7 separate regions of the Sus scrofa genome follow, and all the other regions are linked to region 1. The links are chromatin contacts, called in public HiChIP or PLAC-seq maps. All regions are on one chromosome and are shown on one strand. Each heading gives the region's core, a stretch centred on a gene start, on an enhancer-like site or on the middle of the called end of the contact. The rest is flanking DNA. Distances are from core to core; before and after follow the strand shown.

The links. HiChIP or PLAC-seq counts read pairs in DNA pulled down with a chosen protein or histone mark.
Region 2: an H3K27ac HiChIP or PLAC-seq map of alveolar macrophages shows a contact between it and region 1, with 5 times the contacts expected there. The contact joins the enhancer-like site here to the promoter of JUN in region 1. A contact is called at or near these places in 1 of 5 promoter capture datasets (fetal skeletal muscle), 4 of 47 Hi-C or Micro-C datasets (embryonic fibroblasts, fetal skeletal muscle and fibroblasts) and 2 of 2 datasets of contacts at active chromatin or transcription factors (alveolar macrophages and skeletal muscle).
Region 3: an H3K27ac HiChIP or PLAC-seq map of skeletal muscle shows a contact between it and region 1. The contact joins the enhancer-like site here to the promoter of JUN in region 1. A contact is called at or near these places in 3 of 5 promoter capture datasets (fetal skeletal muscle, liver and skeletal muscle), 7 of 47 Hi-C or Micro-C datasets (brain, embryonic fibroblasts, fetal skeletal muscle and 4 more) and 2 of 2 datasets of contacts at active chromatin or transcription factors (alveolar macrophages and skeletal muscle).
Region 4: a contact with region 1 is called in an H3K27ac HiChIP or PLAC-seq map of skeletal muscle, with 17 times the contacts expected there. The contact joins the enhancer-like site here to the promoter of JUN in region 1. A contact is called at or near these places in 4 of 5 promoter capture datasets (fetal liver, fetal skeletal muscle, liver and 1 more), 17 of 47 Hi-C or Micro-C datasets (alveolar macrophages, brain, embryonic fibroblasts and 10 more) and 2 of 2 datasets of contacts at active chromatin or transcription factors (alveolar macrophages and skeletal muscle).
Region 5: a contact with region 1 is called in an H3K27ac HiChIP or PLAC-seq map of skeletal muscle. The contact joins the enhancer-like site here to the promoter of JUN in region 1. A contact is called at or near these places in 1 of 5 promoter capture datasets (fetal skeletal muscle), 4 of 47 Hi-C or Micro-C datasets (embryonic fibroblasts, psoas muscle and skeletal muscle) and 2 of 2 datasets of contacts at active chromatin or transcription factors (alveolar macrophages and skeletal muscle).
Region 6: an H3K27ac HiChIP or PLAC-seq map of alveolar macrophages shows a contact between it and region 1. The contact joins the enhancer-like site here to the promoter of JUN in region 1. A contact is called at or near these places in 1 of 5 promoter capture datasets (fetal skeletal muscle), 2 of 47 Hi-C or Micro-C datasets (both in embryonic fibroblasts) and 2 of 2 datasets of contacts at active chromatin or transcription factors (alveolar macrophages and skeletal muscle).
Region 7: a contact with region 1 is called in an H3K27ac HiChIP or PLAC-seq map of skeletal muscle. The contact joins the enhancer-like site here to the promoter of JUN in region 1. A contact is called at or near these places in 2 of 5 promoter capture datasets (fetal skeletal muscle and liver), 12 of 47 Hi-C or Micro-C datasets (fetal heart ventricle, fetal skeletal muscle, heart right ventricle and 7 more) and 2 of 2 datasets of contacts at active chromatin or transcription factors (alveolar macrophages and skeletal muscle).

What each region holds. Positions count from the first base shown.
Region 1 is chr6:153,685,007-153,687,797 of Sscrofa11.1, forward strand. JUN (Jun proto-oncogene, AP-1 transcription factor subunit) reads left to right here and starts at 1,419. Exons shown (of 1, transcript NM_213880.1): 1 at 1,419-2,629. The coding sequence starts at 1,597. The coding sequence ends at 2,604.
Region 2 is chr6:152,769,324-152,772,114 of Sscrofa11.1, forward strand. All of the region lies in intron 14 of FGGY (FGGY carbohydrate kinase domain-containing protein), which reads right to left. Among named protein-coding and RNA genes, the nearest start is that of HOOK1, 61 kb to the left of the region's middle. Within about 2 kb of position 1,423, at least 12 of the 83 cell types and tissues checked have an H3K27ac peak or open chromatin away from gene starts, as enhancers often do. A contact at or near this core is called in alveolar macrophages and embryonic fibroblasts, where this site is marked.
Region 3 is chr6:152,801,146-152,803,936 of Sscrofa11.1, forward strand. The region is part of intron 14 of FGGY (FGGY carbohydrate kinase domain-containing protein); the gene reads right to left. Among named protein-coding and RNA genes, the nearest start is that of HOOK1, 93 kb to the left of the region's middle. Within about 2 kb of position 1,391, at least 3 of the 83 cell types and tissues checked have an H3K27ac peak or open chromatin away from gene starts, as enhancers often do. A contact at or near this core is called in skeletal muscle, where this site is marked.
Region 4 is chr6:152,829,516-152,832,306 of Sscrofa11.1, forward strand. All of the region lies in intron 14 of FGGY (FGGY carbohydrate kinase domain-containing protein), which reads right to left. Among named protein-coding and RNA genes, the nearest start is that of HOOK1, 120 kb to the left of the region's middle. Within about 2 kb of position 1,451, at least 15 of the 83 cell types and tissues checked have an H3K27ac peak or open chromatin away from gene starts, as enhancers often do. A contact at or near this core is called in fetal skeletal muscle, omental adipose tissue, retroperitoneal adipose tissue and 2 more, where this site is marked.
Region 5 is chr6:152,927,533-152,930,323 of Sscrofa11.1, forward strand. All of the region lies in intron 8 of FGGY (FGGY carbohydrate kinase domain-containing protein), which reads right to left. Among named protein-coding and RNA genes, the nearest start is that of HOOK1, 220 kb to the left of the region's middle. Within about 2 kb of position 1,404, at least 14 of the 83 cell types and tissues checked have an H3K27ac peak or open chromatin away from gene starts, as enhancers often do. A contact at or near this core is called in skeletal muscle, where this site is marked.
Region 6 is chr6:152,959,071-152,961,861 of Sscrofa11.1, forward strand. FGGY (FGGY carbohydrate kinase domain-containing protein) reads right to left here. Exons shown (of 16, transcript XM_021097811.1): 8 at 1,720-1,823. Among named protein-coding and RNA genes, the nearest start is that of HOOK1, 250 kb to the left of the region's middle. Within about 2 kb of position 1,426, at least 29 of the 83 cell types and tissues checked have an H3K27ac peak or open chromatin away from gene starts, as enhancers often do. A contact at or near this core is called in alveolar macrophages, fetal skeletal muscle and skeletal muscle, where this site is marked.
Region 7 is chr6:153,077,118-153,079,908 of Sscrofa11.1, forward strand. The region is part of intron 5 of FGGY (FGGY carbohydrate kinase domain-containing protein); the gene reads right to left. Among named protein-coding and RNA genes, the nearest start is that of FGGY, 130 kb to the right of the region's middle. Within about 2 kb of position 1,369, at least 12 of the 83 cell types and tissues checked have an H3K27ac peak or open chromatin away from gene starts, as enhancers often do. A contact at or near this core is called in skeletal muscle, where this site is marked.

The sequences.
Region 1 (2,791 bases), core at 169-2,668:
TCCTAAACTTCAGCCCACTTTCACTCGCCCCCACAAGGGCCTTAACAGAGCCACCTTAAGGGCGGTGCTCCCGCCCCCCGGAAATGCGGGGGGGGGCAGGGACCTGGGCGCTTAGCCCGCCCCCTCCCCCCCGCGCGGCGGCGAAGTGCCCGCAGATGACATCGACCCCCTCAGTGACACCCGCCCAGCCCACTCAGGCCGAGCCATCGGGCCCGGTTCCCCAGCCTTCCGGGTCCCCGCATCCCCTGCCTTCCCTGAACTTGAGCCCGCCTCCTTCAGAGGCTGCGAGCCGCCGCCGGAGTCCGCCCAGCTTGCGGCAGCCACCGTCACTAGACAGTCAAACCCCAAGACGTCAGCCCACAATGCACCGGGCGGGCCAGGAAAGACGCGCCGAGGAGGGGAGGGGGAAGAGAGAGGCGCTAGTCGCGAGGAGAGGAGGGAGGGGAGGCAAAAGAAGGGCCCAACTGTAGGAGGGCAGCGGAGCATTACCTCATCCCGTGAGCCTCCGCGGGTCCAGAGAAGAATCTTCTAGGGTGGGGTCTCCATGGCGACGGGTGGGCCCGCCCTCCTGAGAGCGACAAGAGCCAATGGGAAGGCCTTGGGGTGACATCATGGGCTATTTTTAGGGGTTTACTGGTAGCAGATAAGTGTTGAGCTCCGGCTGGATAAGGGCTCAGAGTTGCACTGAGTGTGGCTGAAGCAGCGAGGCGGGAGTGGAGGTTCGCCGATTCAGGCAGGCAGACAGGCACCGTCAGTCGGGGCGGACTGCAAATCTTATTTTCTTTTCCATTTTCTCTCCCACGACCCGGAGCTAACGCCTGTGGCTCCCGGGCTGGTGTTTTGGGGAGTGCCGGGAGATCCCCTTCTCCAGCCGCCCCCAGGCGGAGAGCCCCGCTGCGCGGGCGCTGCTGACAGCTCGGAGAGCGGCCACTGTCCGCACGGGGAAGTCCGGAGACCAGCTGCAGCGGCGAGAAGTTTCCCGGCAAGGAGGACAGGGGACAAGTGGCCGCCGGGTCCCGGAGCGAACTTTCGCAAAGCTTCTCTCCGCCCGAAGCTGCCGCAGAGGCGGTAAAGAAAAGGAGGCGGTGGAGTGAGGAGGACGTGCGCTCCGCTCCGCTCGCACCGGTTGCTGAACTTGGGCGAGCGCGACCCGCGGCTGCCGGGCGCCCCCTCCCCCTCGCAGCGGAGGAGGGGACAGTCGTCGGAGTCCGGGCGGCGGAGACCCGCCGCGGGCAGGCCACCGCGGGCTTTGCGCTGCCTGCCTCCGCCTGGAAGCGAGTTCGTCCGCGGGCTCCGAGGAACCGCTGCTCCCGAGAGCTCACCGTGAGTGACCGCGACTTTTTCAAAGCCGGGAAGCGCGCGCGAGCGGACGAGTAAGAGTGCGGGCGGCGTCTCAACCTTGCGATCCCCCGGAGCGAGCTGGTGAGGAGGGCGCAGGGGGGAGGCCAGCCGGCGGGGGCGCGCGCTCTTAGAGAAACTTTCCTCGCTCACGGCCCCGGGAAGCGCGGGTGTCCCCCGTTTGCCAGCGCGCTGTTGCGGCCCCGAAACTTCTGCGCGCAACCCAAACTCACCCCACGTGAAGTGACGGACTGTTCTATGACTGCAAAGATGGAAACGACCTTCTACGACGATGCCCTCAACGCCTCGTTCCTCCAGTCCGAGAGCGGTGCCTACGGCTACAGTAACCCCAAGATCCTGAAGCAGAGCATGACCCTGAACCTGGCTGACCCGGTGGGCAACCTGAAGCCGCACCTACGGGCCAAGAACTCCGACCTCCTCACCTCGCCCGACGTGGGGCTGCTCAAGCTGGCGTCGCCCGAACTCGAGCGCCTGATAATCCAGTCCAGTAACGGGCACATCACCACCACGCCGACCCCTACCCAGTTCCTATGCCCCAAGAACGTGACTGACGAGCAGGAGGGCTTCGCCGAGGGGTTCGTGCGCGCGCTGGCCGAACTGCACAGCCAGAACACTCTGCCCAGCGTCACGTCGGCGGCGCAGCCGGTCAGCGGGGCGGGCCTGGTGGCTCCGGCGGTAGCTTCAGTGGCGGGCGGCAGCGGCAGCGGCGGCTTCAGCGCCAGCCTACACAGCGAGCCGCCAGTCTACGCTAATCTCAGCAACTTCAACCCCGGCGCGCTGAGCAGCGGCGGCGGGGCGCCCTCCTACGGCGCGGCGGGCCTGGCCTTTCCCGCTCAGCCCCAGCAGCAGCAACAGCAACCACCGCAGCCGCCGCACCACCTGCCCCAGCAGATCCCCGTGCAGCACCCGCGGCTGCAGGCCCTGAAGGAGGAGCCGCAGACGGTGCCCGAGATGCCCGGGGAAACCCCGCCCCTGTCTCCCATCGACATGGAGTCGCAGGAGCGGATCAAGGCGGAGAGGAAGCGCATGAGGAACCGCATCGCTGCCTCCAAGTGCCGGAAAAGGAAGCTGGAGAGGATCGCCCGGCTGGAGGAAAAAGTGAAAACCTTGAAAGCGCAGAACTCGGAGCTGGCGTCCACCGCCAACATGCTCAGGGAACAGGTGGCCCAGCTTAAACAAAAAGTCATGAACCACGTTAACAGTGGGTGCCAACTCATGCTAACGCAGCAGTTGCAAACGTTTTGAGGCGAGACTGTTGGGGGCTGAGGGGCAATGGAGAAAAAAAAAAAAATAGCAGAGAGACAGACTTGAGAACTTGACAAGTTGCGAGAGAGAGGGAGAAAAAAAAAAGAAGTGTCGGAGGACTAAAGCCAAGGGTATCCAAGTTGGACTGGGTTGCGTCCTGACGGCGCCCCCAGTGTGCACGAGTGGG
Region 2 (2,791 bases), core at 173-2,672, 920 kb before region 1:
AACATGGTCCTATCACTTACAGGGGCTTGGTTAATGTTTGCTGAGCTGCTGAATGAAAGGGTGATGACTTTCATGACAGAGGTTATGGAAGATCATCGAATGGTGTTTCTAAAATGGTAAACATTCACTCCAGGGAGTGCTGAAGTGGTTGGTTAGGATTCCAGAAAAACATACTGGAAGTGCCGTTTATAAGACGTGTAGTCTAAAGAAATGAATTCAACTTTACCAGCACTTAATACGCAGATTGTCACCAGCACCACCCGTTGGTCCCTCATCAGACAGTCATGAGTGAGTAAGACACGTGAAATCTCCCAAGGTAAGAGTGAGAGCCTTACATCATGGGGGCATGACAGCATGCCCTCCAGTCTATGTCCCCAGCTTCCAGGGGTTTGCTACCCATCGTCATCTACATGTTCCAGGGTGGGAGTGTATAGGGGCTATCTAATTTTATTTAAACAAACTCTCACAAAATGGGCAAGCAACTGAGAAAGACTTGGCCAAAGGACTAAAGGCAATGGTCACGGTGCAGATTCAAGTAAACAAAAAGGAAAAATGATGACACTTTTCCCTGGTATTAGCTTTTCACAGTATAAGGTAAAAACAAAGACGGCTTAGACTATGACAAGAATTGAGACAAAAATTAAAATGATCAAGAATACTGTTTGAGATATAAATACAGTGGCACATACAAAATCATTTAGAAATAATAAAAAAAATCATTCAAAACTCACCTGGCCTTAGATTGTGGATCTTTAGACACTGTCTAATGTTAGTATAATAACATCATGATGAGCAAATATTTGAAATCTTTTATTTCAGCTATATTTATAATATAGATAACCTATAAGCCCAATAAAACATGTGTATGCCTCTTCATAAATACATTTCCACATATTGAGGATGCAAGCTCAAAATTTTTATAACTGATGGGGTATGATCAGAAAAACAAAGCATTCATTGTCCCAGCAGCCAATTCCGTGGCAGTTGCTAGGTTACCGGTTCAAGCCAACATTTCCCAGGTGCTTGCTCTGTGCTGTGCGCTGCACTAATCGCTTTATGGACGTGACTCTTGAAATTCTCAAAACGACTTTATGACACAGATATCATCACCTCTTCCCCCTTCATGGACCAAGAAGTGAACTGAGAGAGTATAAAGAATTTGCCCAAGGTCAAAAATGCAGAAAAGCCAGAATTTAGAGCCCCTTCTGACTCCAGGCCTTTGCTTAGCCCTGCGCTCAGACCCTACACACTTCCCCCCTACAATGCAAAAAGCCTGATGCTTGCGTCCTCTGGGCTTGAGTTCAAATCCCACTTCTGCTGCTCATTAGCTGTGTGATCTCCTTGGCTAAGAATGAGCGTGTGCTTGTGCCTGAGAAGCACCAATCCTGTACACTGCACCTTTTTTCAGAGATGCTGACACACAGCTCTGAAATACATGAATCTGCCTTCTTGAGGAACTCTGACTCATTTTACTGGAACAACAAGTTCACATGATAATGTGTGGGCTGAGGCACATGACCCTTTCAAAGAAAAACAAAGTAGGGCAACGTGATTTTCCCCCAACAAGCATGAAGAAATGGCTAGTTGTTCTTCTATTTGTTTTGTTTTGTTTTGATTTTTGATACAGTCATCTTTTGACCGGCACCTGGTCTTCTGCCTGACCTCCATGCACTGGAAACAACCATGTCAGTTTAGAAGCGGGATGTGGAGGGACGGAAAGAGTGAGGTAGGTCTTCATCACCAATTGTGACATGAAGACTCACACCTCCTTTATAACCTTAAACACATGGTATCAATCCATCAACCTACATAGCTCCCTACATGTCCTCCCCGCCACACATCTTGTTTAATGAGGTTGATTACACAGGTACACACATTTCTCAAAATTCATCAAGCTGTACACTTAAGATCTGTGAATTTCACTTTACGTACACTATACCGATTTAAAAAGCATAAAAGAAAAAAATGCTGTATGTGTTATTAAGTGTATGTGTTAGTATATTTATATTTCATTTAATTTTTTATTATGTAATACCTACCAAATGGAAATAAAAATTTTCAAATGCCTCGTTCTCCAATATTGACTCTTAAAATTCACCTCAGATTGGTCTCTTGATCATAAAGGAGGGGTAGGGGCCTGGAGCTCTCTAGTTTTGCAGGAATTGGAGATGACAGTGGAAAGATATCGGGTTTTAGAGATAAATAAGCTTGGGATAGATGCTGAGTCCTGCTACTTACCAGATACGTGAACGAAGCCTCAGTTTTCCCACCTATGAAGTGGGAATAATAATATCTACTCACAGCATTGTTGAAAATTTGAGTACCCCACTCTCTGAACAATATCTCCTAACTGGTACCCTAGCAACAGTCAAGGCCAGTCAAAGTGATTCTTTAGAAAGACAGAAAATAGAGTGCAGTGATTAAAAATGATAGACTCTGGAGTTCCCGTTGTGGCTCAGTGTTTAACAAATCTGACTAGGAACCATGAGGTTGCGGGTTCGATCCCTGGCCTTGCAGAGTGGGTTAAGGATCTGGAATTACCGGGAGCTGTGGTGTAGTTTGCAGACACGGCTTGTGGTGGCTCTGGTGCAGGCCGGTGGCTACAGCTCCGATTAGACCCCTAGCCTAGGAACTTCCATATGCCGCCTGTGCGGCCCTAGAAAAGACAAAAAAAAAAAAAAAAAAAAAAAAAAAAAAAAAAAGAAAAAGAAAAAAGATAGACTCTGATTGTAGCAGACTACCAGAGTAGTCTGAAATCAGGCTTTACCACTCATGATAATGCATTATCATG
Region 3 (2,791 bases), core at 141-2,640, 880 kb before region 1:
TAACTTGCAAAGTACGCCTTGGATGAGTCCAATAGGAACTCCTTGCTTGCTGCCTTCTCCCTCTCTCACTCTAGTGCCATGGAGAGAAGTTATCCTGTAGGATGATGAAATCCCCAATCACTGGGGGACAGTCCCCCAGGCTCATCCCTTGCTATGAGAGGCACAGAACTCTCTAATCTTTCTGAGATTTGTATCCCTAAGGATGAAATAAATAACACTTTCCTTTGAACTTCCTTTTAACCAGAAAGGTACATAAACAAAGGCATTCGATTACATGAGTACAAAAGTAAAACGCGCATCTCTCAATTGTGGGGACTTGATCTCAGAATATCTTGGTTTATTTAAAACTACAACCAGGCGTTCCCATCATGGCACAGTGGAAACAAATCCAACTAGGAACCATGAGATTGCAGGGTCGATCCCTGGCCTTACTCAGTGGGTTAAGGATCTGGTGTTGCTGTGAGCTGTGGTGTAGGTCACAGATGTGGCTCAGATCTGCTGTTGCTTTAGGGCTGTGGCTAGACCAGCAGCTATAGCTCCAATTCAACCCCTAGCCTGGGAACCTCCATATGCCACAGGTGTGGCCCTCAAAAAGAAAAAAGACAAAAAACAAACAAACAAAAACTACAACCAATCAGGGGCCACATCTTGGGGGGAGTTAACCTCTCTGAACCTCAGCCCAATGTCTGCCTGCAAGGGCCTTATCAAGATTAAATGAAATATGTCCCTAAAATGCCTAAAACAGTGTCTGGCCTATAAGAAGTGATTAAGATGCATTGCTTCCTTTCATAAACATACATCCTATATTTGCACCTGGCATTGATCGGCATATGGTAGCCACCTGGTAAATACCTGTTGAATAAAAAACTGCCTGAATGAAATCTCTCCAGGGAGACTTGAATGATCTTTTACATAGTGATACTTAATATAATGATGTTTAATATAATGCTGATAGTCACTGCCACTTACTGAGCACATGCTGCTTGTCAGGTGTTGCGATGTGTGCTCACATAACATCATTTCACTGAATTCTCACAACTACCACCTAAGGTAGGCCTTCTTTTAGCTCTACTTTACAAATGAAGAACTGAGATGGAACAATTTTCCTAAGATGATACAACAAGCAAGTCGAAGAACTGGATTTTGAACACATATCCTTCAATTTCAGAGGCCATGTCTTAACTGCTGCAGTATTCTGTGCAGAATGTTAATGCACATTAAAAAAAAAAAAAACACAAATAAACAACAAAAGGACTTTTGACTTCTTTTGTTAAGAAAAACTTGACTAGAGTGAATAAGTCTTCTTGCTGCTCCCAGAATAGCCTCATCTGCATGGATTGGCAGCTGTGAGGCCAGGAACAGGTGGGACCAGTAAAGCTGCCAGGGACTGGCCCTTAAGAAAGCAGCTGAACAAGCTGTCCAGTCCTGTTCCCAGGAGCTGGTACAAATCTGAGGGGGATGCCACTTGTGTGGGCTGGCATGGGGGGAGGACTCTGGGTTCTGGAATCTTACCTTGAACAGAGGTAAAAGTGTCCCAAGGGCAAAAACAAATTATTCAGAAAAGGGGAGCAGGAAGTGTGGTGCTGGGCATGAATCCTACAAGGGTGGGAAGCTAGAACCAAGGGTACTGGTGCGGCTGGAAGCCAAGGCTGAGGGTCAGTGAAAGCTTCCAGACAGGCTGTGAGAAGCACCTGGCAGGGAGCCTTCTCAGTTGATGGGGGGAGGGGGTCCCCAGCCCTGCGGTGTAGAGGTAGGAGTGTCAATGTGCAGGGCAAGGGGTTGGATGGAATAATCTTTTTTTTTTTTTTTTGTCTTTTTGCCATTTCTTGGGCCGCTCCCGCGGCATATGGAGGTTCCCAGGCTAGGGGTCGAATCGGAGCTGTAGCTGCCAGCCTATGCCAGAGCCACAGCAACGTGGGATCCGAGGTGCGTCTGCAACCTACACCACAGCTCACGGCAACGCCGGATTGTTAACCCACTGAGCAAGGGCAGGGACCGAACCTGCAACCTCATGGTTCCTAGTCAGATTCGTTAACCACTGCGCCACGATGGGAACTCCGGGATGGAATAATCTTAACCCCAGAACCCTCCTTGAGGTACACGTGCCTTAGAGACTGTAACAGTAACTAAGAGCATGGACTCTTGGGCCAAACTGCCTGGGTTCAAACTCAGTTTCTCTATTTACCAGCTGTGTGACCATAGCCACACTGCTTAACTTCTCTGTGCCTCATTCTCCCCATCTATCCAAAGGAATAACAATGCCCCCTATCTCAGGGTTTCTATGAGGATCAAATATATGTAGAAAAAACTATAAGATAATATAGAAAGTGCTGGCACACGGAAGGATTTATGTACCACCTATTGTTATTATCACCTCCCAGAGTTGATGAGATGATACATGAGATGCTGTCTAACTCCAACAGCAAGAATTCCTCCCTTTTCCCTCTTCCTTCACACAGTGCATTTTTAGCAGTATGGCCAGGACTTAAACTAAATCTTTAGGCTCCAAGTGCTATGCTCCCCAAGCATGGCTGTCTAGTAGTAAGGTCTAAGCAGTGCTGGTCATAGCCCTCTGACAACACCCATGTGCCCTTCTCTTCTTGGCATGTCCTTTTCAGTCATCCCAAACCTAAGCTCTTCTGGTTCAATCCAAGGCGGACCTACAATTGCGTATCACACCTGTGGGTTCATACTACTTCCTCCTTCCTGTCTTTCCCAGCTCCCGCCCAGCCTGACTTTGTAGGCAGAGTAGTTCCTTTCATTAAGGCATCTCCTGCTCAAAAGCACACTA
Region 4 (2,791 bases), core at 201-2,700, 860 kb before region 1:
CAAATATTTACCAAGTGGTCCACGCCAATCTCTGCGTTAGGCACTAAAGGTATGGAAATAACCCAAGAAAGATTCTTACCCTTGAAGCATTAAGAGATCTGTGAAAACGGACTAAATAAATAAATAAATAAATAAATGAATAAATAAAAAGAAATGGGGCATTCGTCCCTCACTCCCAAAGTTTTTTTTTTTTTTTTTTTTTTTTGTTTTTAAATAAATCCAAAGACATAAATAGAGTTAAAGCTTCAGTAATCTTCTAGCACAAAGCCCCGTTGTGGGGGGTGGTATGGATATTCCAAAGCTCGAAAATGCCAAGAGGGATTCAGACTGGTGGTGTTAAGCCCCCAACGTAATCAGAAATTCCCTTTGAAACGTACAGTTGAAAAAAGAAAGAAAAAGAGAAAGAAAAGGAAGGCCTTTCAGAGGGCTAGCTCGCTGACTCCTCCCAGAATGGTCTGATCCCCTCGGCTGCTGAAGCAAGAGGTCAGATCCCCAGACGGAAAATTAATCTCTAAGAGTCGCTGGATAGAATTTCTAATTCACCAGTGCCAGGACACGCGGTCTGTTTCCAGCCAAGGAGGACAGGGCTGAGGCTTTAGCTTCCCTAGCCCACTGTACACAGTCAAGCCAAGCTGACACCACCCCCCAGGAGCCCACAGCATCCAACAGTCAAGTGGACACAGGGGTCTCACTGAGAGTCCCTGAACCCACCTTTCCCAACGGGTTCCATTTTGAAATACTGTGTGATTGTATTATTATTAGAGTTAATTAATAATTTTGGGTTATTGCCTTTGAAACCGGAGTCCAGTGCTTCTTAAGTTCAAATGAGACCCTCCAAGGCTGCCATGTGGTGGGGAAAGGGAGGGAGTGACACAGCAAAGAGGAGACACGGCTCAGCTTCTATCTGTTTGATACACTGGCCTTACAAATGGTCCACAACTTTACATTCTGTGAAAACCAGAACCTGATTCTTTCAGTGTAAAGATGAGGAAACTGAGGGCCAAAGAGGTTGACCTCTTGTCCTGGGTTATACATCGAGTTGTTCAGTCACTGAACCAACAAGTGAAGCTGGGGTATGTATCCTTGAAAAAAGAGTAACTGAGACTCACAAGGAACAGTCTGGGGTGGGGCCGGTATGAACACGGAAAGCTGTTTGCAGAGACAGGGCTAAGAGCTAAGTGGGGTTAGCTTGGATTTTACCGGCTAAGGGCTTCCAATCCACATTCCTCCAGTGCAGCACCGTTCCTTTCAGTGGCTGGCTTTTTGGGTAACCAGCCTTCTCAGGCAGCTCAGGGGGAATATGCAATCTCTGCCAACTTCACCTCCATGGTAATACAACACCTGCTCATGCCATACCTGCTACCAGTTACGGATAAGGGAGACTGGGATCCTTCCCGGAAGCTCACCCCCAGGTGGGGTAAGCCGACACTGAAACACCCTAGGGCAGCACTGCAGAGAAGCAGTGGTGAGGGGGTGCGTGTAGACGTGGGCCCACTGTGAGGAGTATCCCAAGGCAGCTTTACAGATGGGTTCCAGTATTATTCCAGTGAGCAGTCCACAGGCTCAAAACATGGCAGGAGTGTATCTTACTAGCTAGCTAACCTTGGGAAAGTACTTAACCTCTTTGTGATTTGGCCTCCTTATCTGTAAAGGCCTCCTTATCTGCAAAGCACAAGACAGATCAGGACCTCATGGGATTTTTGTGAGGATTAAGTGAGTTAATCCATAGTCATACACACAATGACTGCTGACACTTCCTGACTACCCTCTGTTATCGTTTCAGGAGCCCCTTGAAGAGAAGGGTCCCAGTCCCCACCACACCACAATATGCCAGATTCACTAAAGCTAGCGGCTTCCTCATCGTCTAAGCACTTGCTCGAATCTCCGCTTTAGGATTGTCTGTAATTTTCTCCTCCATCGATTTCTGTCTGTAGCCGTTAGTCCGCTTCCTAGGGTGAAAACAACTGCTGTCATCCAGTTATCTGAACCAGCCTGGCCTGTCCGGATCCCTCCTCATCAGAGATGCCGACAGCTGAAAGTGACATGGCCAACTTGGTAGGAGTTTCAGTCTGATCAACTCCATCCAACACCCAGGCTCCTCTGGCCAAAGTGTCAGCTGAGGGGGAGGGGGAGGGGAAGGGAGGTCAATTGTGAGGTGGGGTGAAGCAGTTGCTGGCTTCCCATCTCAGCGGCCTTGTCTCAGAAGGTGCCTTGTCAGTCCCCATGTCCCCAAACATGTAACACTCTACACAAAGGCACTCTGGTGAAACAGGATAACTTCCTAGGGGCATTTAAAGTGTTCCCTTTCAATTTCAGGGAGTCTTCAAAACTGTTGGAGATACATAATAAATCTTTGCTGTTACTCCCAGGCTTGAAATAATTTACAGGCTTTTTTTCTTCAGCAGGAAGCAGTGTTATCATTTAAGAAGCACTTAATGTTGTTCATTTTTTAAAAATGAGACTATTAGCTTATTACATAAAAAAAAAAAAAAAAAGATAGATAAGAGTCAGGGGATGTTGGGCAAAGGATGCTCCCAGGACTCCTGATCCAGTTTATAGCAATCTGTTTCTAGCTGACAATCCCTACTCCCCATCAAGTGTGGCCCTTACATACTAAGCTTTCTATTGTTACTCCCCAGTTGGGATCCTTCCTAGGACTTGAGTGGATATCTTTTTTGCCTGTGTTATTCTTCGGCTTTCATTACCAACTATCTGAAAAGTCCACTTCCTGCTGCTTCTCTGCTCTCCCTAAGTTAGCATTTCCATTTCAAGCCCTCCGTCTTATACAAAA
Region 5 (2,791 bases), core at 154-2,653, 760 kb before region 1:
TAACAGTGTTCAGCTGTGGGCTATGGCCAGGAGGCAGCTTCTGTTACAACAGATCCTCTGTATGTGAGGCAGGCCTGATTTTAACCCTTGGCTAGGCCAAGGCTCTTTGGTATATGAGAATGGATCAGGGCCCATCTGGATTTCCTTAGAAAAAAAGGATATGGGGGTGGAAGTAGAATGGGGGGCGGTGTGGAACAGCTATCTGTAAAATATAAAATCTCCGACCTGATGAAGGACAGGGTTACAGTTCTTTGGGCGTAGTTTAAATAGAGTTTCTGTTATTCATCAGTTGTCTATTTAACTCACAATGTAACAAATGACAATCACAATGTGTTTTTTTTTTAAAGCCTTACAAATAAAGGGGAGGGGAAGGGGAAGGGGAAGGAAGGCAGCTAACATTTGCTAAGCAGCTACTATGTGCTGATAATTTAGACATATTCTCAGACAGAGTCTTCCTGATAATTCTGCCACTCCCTTTGGTTTATAGATAAAGAAGTCAGTCATGGCTCACAAAAATTCAAAGCCTTGTTCATGGTCACCCAAGTGCCAAGTGGCAGAAGGGAAATTTGATCTGGGTCTGCCTGACCCCCCCAAAGCCATGGTCTTCCTTCTATAGCTGCTTCTTTGGGAACCAGGAAAGTTAGATGAACGCAAAAAGATCACAGCCCTTCCCCTAGCCTGGTTCTAGTTTGGGCTGTGGGTTTACAGAGAGGGCGCCAGGGTACTGGGCGAGGGAAAGAGCAAACCAAGCCTGGTTGCTGGAGACCAGTGTGCTTCCCTAAGATTCTGACTTCCTCACTCTCTCCACTCATCATGCAGCAATCAGACACAAGATTAAATGAAACTGGCCACCAGGGCCAGCCTGGCTTCCAGGATGTGTGAATTCCGGCAGGACGCTCTGTGTGCTGATACCCTCGGTGTGTGGCGTGGGCCCATTCGTCATTGGCACAGCAATTTGAGACTCTGGCTCTCACCTGAGGGACAGATGTCAGGGTTAGGAGTCAGAGCTATTTTTCCACTTCACTGGCCTGCTTGCAGAGGGCGGTGACTGAGCACTCAGCCATGGTAGGCAAAAATACTCCTCCACCCTCCAGGCCTGCCTCTGGGGGGATACAGAGAGGTGGGTGCTGGTTCATGAGGCCTAGGGGCTGGTGAGACTGCTTCTTTAAGGACCAAGAGTGCCACAAAGAAGAGACACTTCGTTCAGCCAGGCTGGGAATCGCAGCCCAGACAGCAAAGTATGAGACCCTGATGAATCTTGGTTTCTTCCATGTCAGTGACAGACAAGAATATTCACCTTCCAGAATGTTCGGGAACATTAGAGGCAACATAGAGAAATCCCTGACATGCCGCAAGCACCCAGTAAATAATCAACAAGTGAGAGCTGATTATTTAACTTTTTGAACCAGGAAATGTTAAGCCAGGAAATATTTAACCTACACTTTTCTGAGTGAAGCAGGCAGACAGGCCCGGTTCATCCTTGTAAAGTGAGAATAACGGAGGTGCCGGCAGAGGGTGTGGATATCTGGAGATACAGTAGGTTTCAGATGGTAGAAATCTGGGTCTTTGTTTGTTTTAGGGCCACATGTGAGGCATATGGAGGTTACCTGGCTAGGGGTCAAATCGGAGCTGCAGCTGCCTGCCACAGCAACTTGGGATCAGAGCCGTGTCTGCAACCTACACCACAGCTCACAGCAGCTCGGGATGCTTAACCCACTGAGCGAGGCCAGGGATCGAACCCACATCCTCATGGATACTAGTCGGGTTTGTTACTACTGAGCCACATGGGAACGTCTGGGTCTCCTTTCTTAGGCCAGACCAAGAGGATCGCTTGGATCTCAAGTTGTATCCCTAATGGGTTGATGGTTTAAAAAAAATAAAATAATGTTTACCCTTGAGGCATTTCTGTTAATTGAGGCTTTGCACTCATCTGTGAAGAGTTTCCATAGCTGCCTTCTAGGGTTGTGGGGAAAATACCTGGGCCCTTCAAAGAATCAAGATTCTGGGAAACAGAGACACGTCACACATTTCCTTTGCAAACAATTAACTGAGCCCGTACTATGTGTTAGGTCCTGGAGAAACACAGATGAAGAAAAAGATATTTTCTTTGCCTTAGTTTTTGGTGTAATCGTGATTGACGTCTGACAGCTAATCCCCAAATGGCAAGAGACTCTGTTAAGCACCTCAATAAAGGGCTAAATTCTTAGCCCAATAATGGCTTGAAGTGGGTGTTATGATTTGGCTGGAATGTAGAATATATGGTAAATAACAAAAACATCACACAAATGGTGAATTGGCACATGCTGTGATGTGAGCAAAAGACTGGGTGAGTAGCTTTTCTTGCACAATTTCATGTTAATTACCACAGGCCTGTAAGGTAGGTATCTACATTCCCACTTTACAGATGAGGGAACTGAGGCTTAGAGAGGTTCTCTAACTTGCCCAAGGTCACGCAGCCATGGAGCAGGATGTGCAAATAATAGATGTGAGACCCAGGAGTCCAGGGTAGGCAGAGGTCAGATGATGAAAATCCATTCATGACATGCTAAGATGCAGGAATTGTTTTTCTTGAAGGCAACAGGGGACATAATCCCAATTTACGTTTCGGTTGCTTTTTAGCCGGAAGTCCACAATCCTACCACTGCGCCCTCTCAAGCACGTATTCAGGATTACCAGGGGCCAAACTTACACAATGCTTCAGTTTGGTTTGTTTTGATTCACAACTGAATGCATAATGAATGATAATTGTCTGTTACGTTGCTCCAAAGTTCCTGTGGTCACAGGCTACGTA
Region 6 (2,791 bases), core at 176-2,675, 730 kb before region 1:
TCCATTTAAAACTTTGTCCAGAGAAACAAATAGAAGGAAAGCGCTTTTTTTTGTTGGTCATTTTTGGCTATCCCACGGCATGTGGAGCTCCCAGGCCAGGGATCAGACTGGAGCCAGAGTCATGACCTAAGCCGCAGCTGCAGTAATGCCGGAGCCCTAACTCACTGGTCTGGGCTGGGGATCAAACCTGTGTCCCAGTGTTCCCAAAAATGCTGCTGACCCTGTTGTGCCACAACGGGAGCTCCAGGAAAGCTTTTTTTTTTTTTTTTTTGAAGGGCTGCGAGAAAGTCTGGCACCAAGTCCTCTCAGGTAGTGGCCTTGGACCCTCCCAGGCAGGTAATCACTGTGTCCTTTCTGCCCAATAATATGAGGGCTGATGACAGAGACTAAGCCTTGAAAAGGGCTCACTTCATATGAAGCACATTATATTGCCTCAAATCACCTTCATGATACTATGAGATATGTATTATACTTCCCACATCTCGCACAGGAAGGATCTGGGGCCCGGAGGTGTGAAGTGCCCAGCCCAAGGGCCCATCCTTAGCTCATGGAGGATGTGGGATTGGAAACCAGTCTGGAAACACAGCCCCACCACCCCTGCAAAATGAAAACCCCCGATGCCATGCCTGGTACCTACCAGATGCTCAGTATCACAGGCTCAATCTGCATCTATACTGTGGAGCCTTTTACTGTCATACCTATTATAATTCCATCTCACCAATGGGAGGCCCTATGTTATCCTAGTGTCCCCAGGATTTGCCACAGTCCCAGACACAAGGGCAGAGGATCCATGAATAAGTCAATGTATCGATATTTACGCAACCAAAATATTTTATGGTACAAGACGATCACTGGTCCCTACGGCAGCTAAACAGTTTCGCATCATATGTACCCTCCATTGTCACAGGGCCTCTGCCCTCGACTGCATCTCAGACCCCACTCTAATCCTTACTCATGCCCCCGCCGCTCACTCCCCCATTTGCCCTCCTCCTCCTCCACCACTCTCGCCCCTATTTTACTTATCTGGGAAAAATTCAAGGAGTCGTCCATCTCAGTTTAACAGAGTAATGACTTTTAAATAAAAATATGGTAGAAATGGGTACTTATCGAAATGGAATGCTTTCAGACTCATGCATTTAAAGAAGATATAAATTTTAGGGCAGGCACTAAATTTTAGCTGCAATCTTGGAGAAAGCCTTTCTACTAATTCATGGAGAAAAATTAGCAAAGTGAAAATTGCTTATCAGTGTTCTTTCAAAGTCGTGATATGCAGCCTAATTCTATACATCACCAGGGCGCTCCCAGGGAGATGGATTTATATTGATTGAGAGAGAGCTCAGTGGCCAAGGAAAACAGACACCCCTTTGCAAAGAAGACGCAGCTACCCATTGGGGACAGATTGTCTGGGAGCGAGGCGTTGCCATCTCTGGATCCGATTTCACCCCTCAAGCCATGGGTTCTCTGGCCAGGGTGATGTTAAAGGCAGACTCTACCCTTTTCACACTTTTTAAGAATTTGGCCCCTGGAAAAGGGTCTGGCAAATCTAATAAGCAAGGCTATTAGTGGGAAGGCTGGGCTTCCAGCTAGATAAACCACGGTGTGTGTGTGGTGGGGGGGCAGGAAGGGAGGAGCTGAGGGGCAAAGGGGCCAGCGGTTCCCTCCTCCCAGGCTGGCCATCCTCCCGAGTGTGGCAGCCCCGCCCTCACCCGGCAGACTCACCCCCATGTGACAAGAAGATGTTCCACAGATGACAGCCAGCCGTGACGTCACTGGCTGTCCCTCACAAGCGAGGCCGTGCCCCCTCACATCTGCTCCAATCACTCCTGTGAGAAAGCAAAACAAAACTCTCTTAGAAAAAGGAGAAGGAAAGAAAGCTAAAACAAACATAATGATACTCTCTTTTTTATACCAAAGGACGTTGAGACCACGTCTCAAACAGACGTGCAGACCAGTCTCAAACAGAAACCAAAAGGGCTCACTGGTCAGCCTGGGCAACCAGGAAACCTGTTTTTGGCTTTCAGCGTCAGTGTATGGCATCCAACACTGGAATAATAAGTCACTGTCATTAGAATAATAAAGGCACCCGCTATCAGTGATTTTTTTGCTCACAAAATCCCAGACACTCTGCTGATGTTTATATGTACGGTCTCATTTTATAGGAAGCCTATCAAGCTGAAATGATGAATGGCACACATCAGCAGAGGAATGAAGGCTCATCTATGGGCTGAGTGACCCGTCCAAGGTCACACTGCTGGGAAGGGGCAGGGCGGAGGGGACTCTGGTTTGACACATCACATTTCCATCTCACTGAAGGCGACAGAATCCTCTGATGATCAGATCTCTGGGTCACCATCCTCAGTACTGCTCATCCCAGAACTTGGAATAAAGGACAGAGTGACTGACAGTCAGTGTCTGTTGAAAGAACGCCAGGTAGCAGAGAGTTTCCCATAAATGGTATAAGCTCAGGCGGCTTTGCACGGAGTGTGTTCCTTGATACTTGCTGGGCAAGTGAAGTTACAAGTGTGAGGGCAGAGTCAGACTGTTTAGAGCCCGGAGTCACCCATCATTTATCCAAATACCCATAAGCACCTTCTACCCATAAAATGATACACGGGGCGTGTTCTTTGATACTTGTGGGCAAGTGAAGTTACAACTGTGAGGGGAGAGTCAGAGAGAGTGTTTAGAGCCTGGAGTTGCCCGTCATTTATTCAAATACCCAGCAAGCACCTTCATGATACATTGGGTAGGATGTGGGAGCCACAACCACGCAAACCTTTCCAACGAGGTCACA
Region 7 (2,791 bases), core at 119-2,618, 610 kb before region 1:
GAGTGCCAGACAGCCAGGAGGCAGAAAGGATTGGGAAGGAGAAGTAGGGACAGCTTCTAGAATGTGCCACTAAAGAGAAAAGGTAGGTGTCTTCTTCATCTTTCATCCCGCTGCCTGGAAGAAGGAGGCTGATAGCCACCTTCGATCATGCAGACAAGTGTATCAATATTAAGGATTGTTCACACACAGAAACCATCTGGTTCTGGGAGGATCTCGTGGAAAGCATTGATCTCTAGACTGTCATGTAAGAAAAAAAGAAGCCATCATCTATGAGCCACAGATAAGATTGTCACCTACTGGAGTTCCCGTCGTGGCTCAGTGGTTAACGAATCCAACTAGGAACCATGAGTCTGCGGGTTTGATCCCTGGCCTTGCTCAGTGGGTTGATGATCCGGCATGGCCGAGAGCTGTGGTGTAGGTCGCAGACTTGGCTTGGATTCTGCGTTGCTGTGGCTCTGGCGTAGGCCAGAGGCTACAGCTCTGATTAGACCCCTAGCCTGGGAACCTCCATGTGCCATAGGATTGGCCCTAGAAAAAGGCCAAAAAAAGAAAAAAAAAAAAAAAAGACTGTCACCTACTAACACAGAAGTATAGGGGTTGACTGGTAAGCCAGCGCAGGAAAGGGCATTACTAGTAGAGGCAAGAGCATATGCAAAAATACAGAGAGCTGAAAGAGAGTAATGGGAGCTCTGTTTTTTGATCCCTTCCACCAGGAAACTGGCAGAGAGTGACCTGGGAGGACCAGGGAGCAGCTAGATCACAGCAGACCTACGCTCCACACAAGAGAGGTGAGGTGAGACTTGAAAACTGCAGACCCGGGATGCTACTGAAGGGTTTCAAAGAAAAGCAATATCAGATCCACAGGCAGAGCCTAAAGTAGAGGAGGAAGGAGTACTGGTTTGGTGAGGTGAGGTAGGGCAGAAGTTGGGGGAAGGATGGTGGGAGCCAAGGAGCCCAGTTAGGAGGGTAAGCTGAGGATGGCAACTACTCCGGAGATAGTTAAGGAACAATATCATAGATTTTGCCCTTCATTTAGGGAATGGTCATGAATATGGAAGGTATGATGTCAAGGTTTGGGGTTGGCAAACTGATGACAGCACCTTGCCTCTGACAGGAAACAGTGAAAGAAAAGCAAAAGTATTTCAGGGAAAAGGAGTGGCGTCTGAGGCGCCTGTGAGCCAGCAAGTAGCAATACCTAAGGATACTGGCTGAGGAGACAGCACATGCAAAAGTACTAAGAGTTGAAAGAGCATAAAGGGATCTCTGTGTTTTGATCCCCTCCACCGGGAGGGTGGCAGAGCAGTACGGAGCTCGGGAGAGCACGCAGGACAGACATTCAGACTGTGAAGCCGGCAGCAGAGAGCGGGTGTTTAAATCATGGGAACACATGACACTTGGCTGTACTCTGACGGGACTGAGGCTTCTGGCCCACTGTATTCAGGTCACCTCCAATAACAAAGTCCATCATCTCCCTTCCATGTGTATTGTGGGCCAGGATACTTTAAACACATACACACACACACACACACACACACACACACACACACACACAGGACAAAAGAGGCACTGAGTTTCAAATTCTCTAAAGGACCCAGGACCTTATCAGAAATGATTCTCTTCAGACCACAGCCCATTCTTGAAGCAGGCCCGACTGCAGCTTTGCCCACAGGGCCTGCGAACCTTATCTGACACCTGCAGAAGCCATTCATGTCTGCAAATATGATATAAAATGTCTCACTGCCCTGGGACTTTGCACCAGAAAGACATGAAACAAATCCCCTTTTAACGCCCACATTCAGGTGGCTTGCACACAAATGTGCCACAGAGAACATCCAGATAGGGCTTTCAAGGCCCTGAGCAATGCTTTGTTTTAAATAGAGGTGGGCGTTGACATAGCTATGAAGGCCCTGTCAGTGGCTACAGTTATCACAGGGCAGAAAACGCCACGTGATTATTTTCTCCCCAATTATGGCTAATTCTCTGCAAGTTAATTCTTGGCTTTTCTGAAACAGGGCCCGAAAATTAGCTCTTCATGTGTCAGACTGCAGATACCGGACCCAGCAGCAGCTCCTGGCCTGCGGTTACTCCTTATTACTGCTTCTTCAAAAGCGAGGAGCGGGGCAGGAAGCAGGGTTTTGACTTAGGCACCATTTAGCCGAGTGGAGAGAAAAATCTCCCTTCCGCTCTGAAACAGGATCGTGCAGCTATAAAATTTATTGGACAAGGGTGTTGGGGGAAAAGAATCAAAGAAAGAACTAGGGGCCGAGCGCGGAGGGGTGTAAGGAAATCTGCACCTGTTGTCACTCACTTATTACCCCCGATCTCTCAGGCAGTTTAGATTTAAACCAGACAGGACTGCGGCCCAGCAGAGCTGATGGGGGCCTTTTTTATCTATTAGTGCAAAGTCAAAAATGTGGGCGAGTGTGTAGGCACACGTGTGTGTGTGTGGGTGTGTGTGCACGGCTGCTGGAAACAAACTGGGAGGGGGCACCCGGAAAAGGCTGTGACTCCTCGTTGTGGGGTGGAGGCACGGGTAGGGCAGCAAGTGTACCAGCCGACAACTTCGGCACAGAAAAGGCCAATCCAGAGCCTAGCTACCATCTGAGGGCTGTAGTTTCAATTCTATTTTGATAAAATCCCCAGAATTAATCGTTCTCATACACGGAAAGCACGAGCACCACATGAATTGAGTTGATGGGAAAGACAGAAAGTTCCCCAAGTGAAAAATCAAGAGGAGAAACTGGTCAAGTAGAAAGTCATATTCCATTTACCCTCTGAAGAGCCCAGTTTT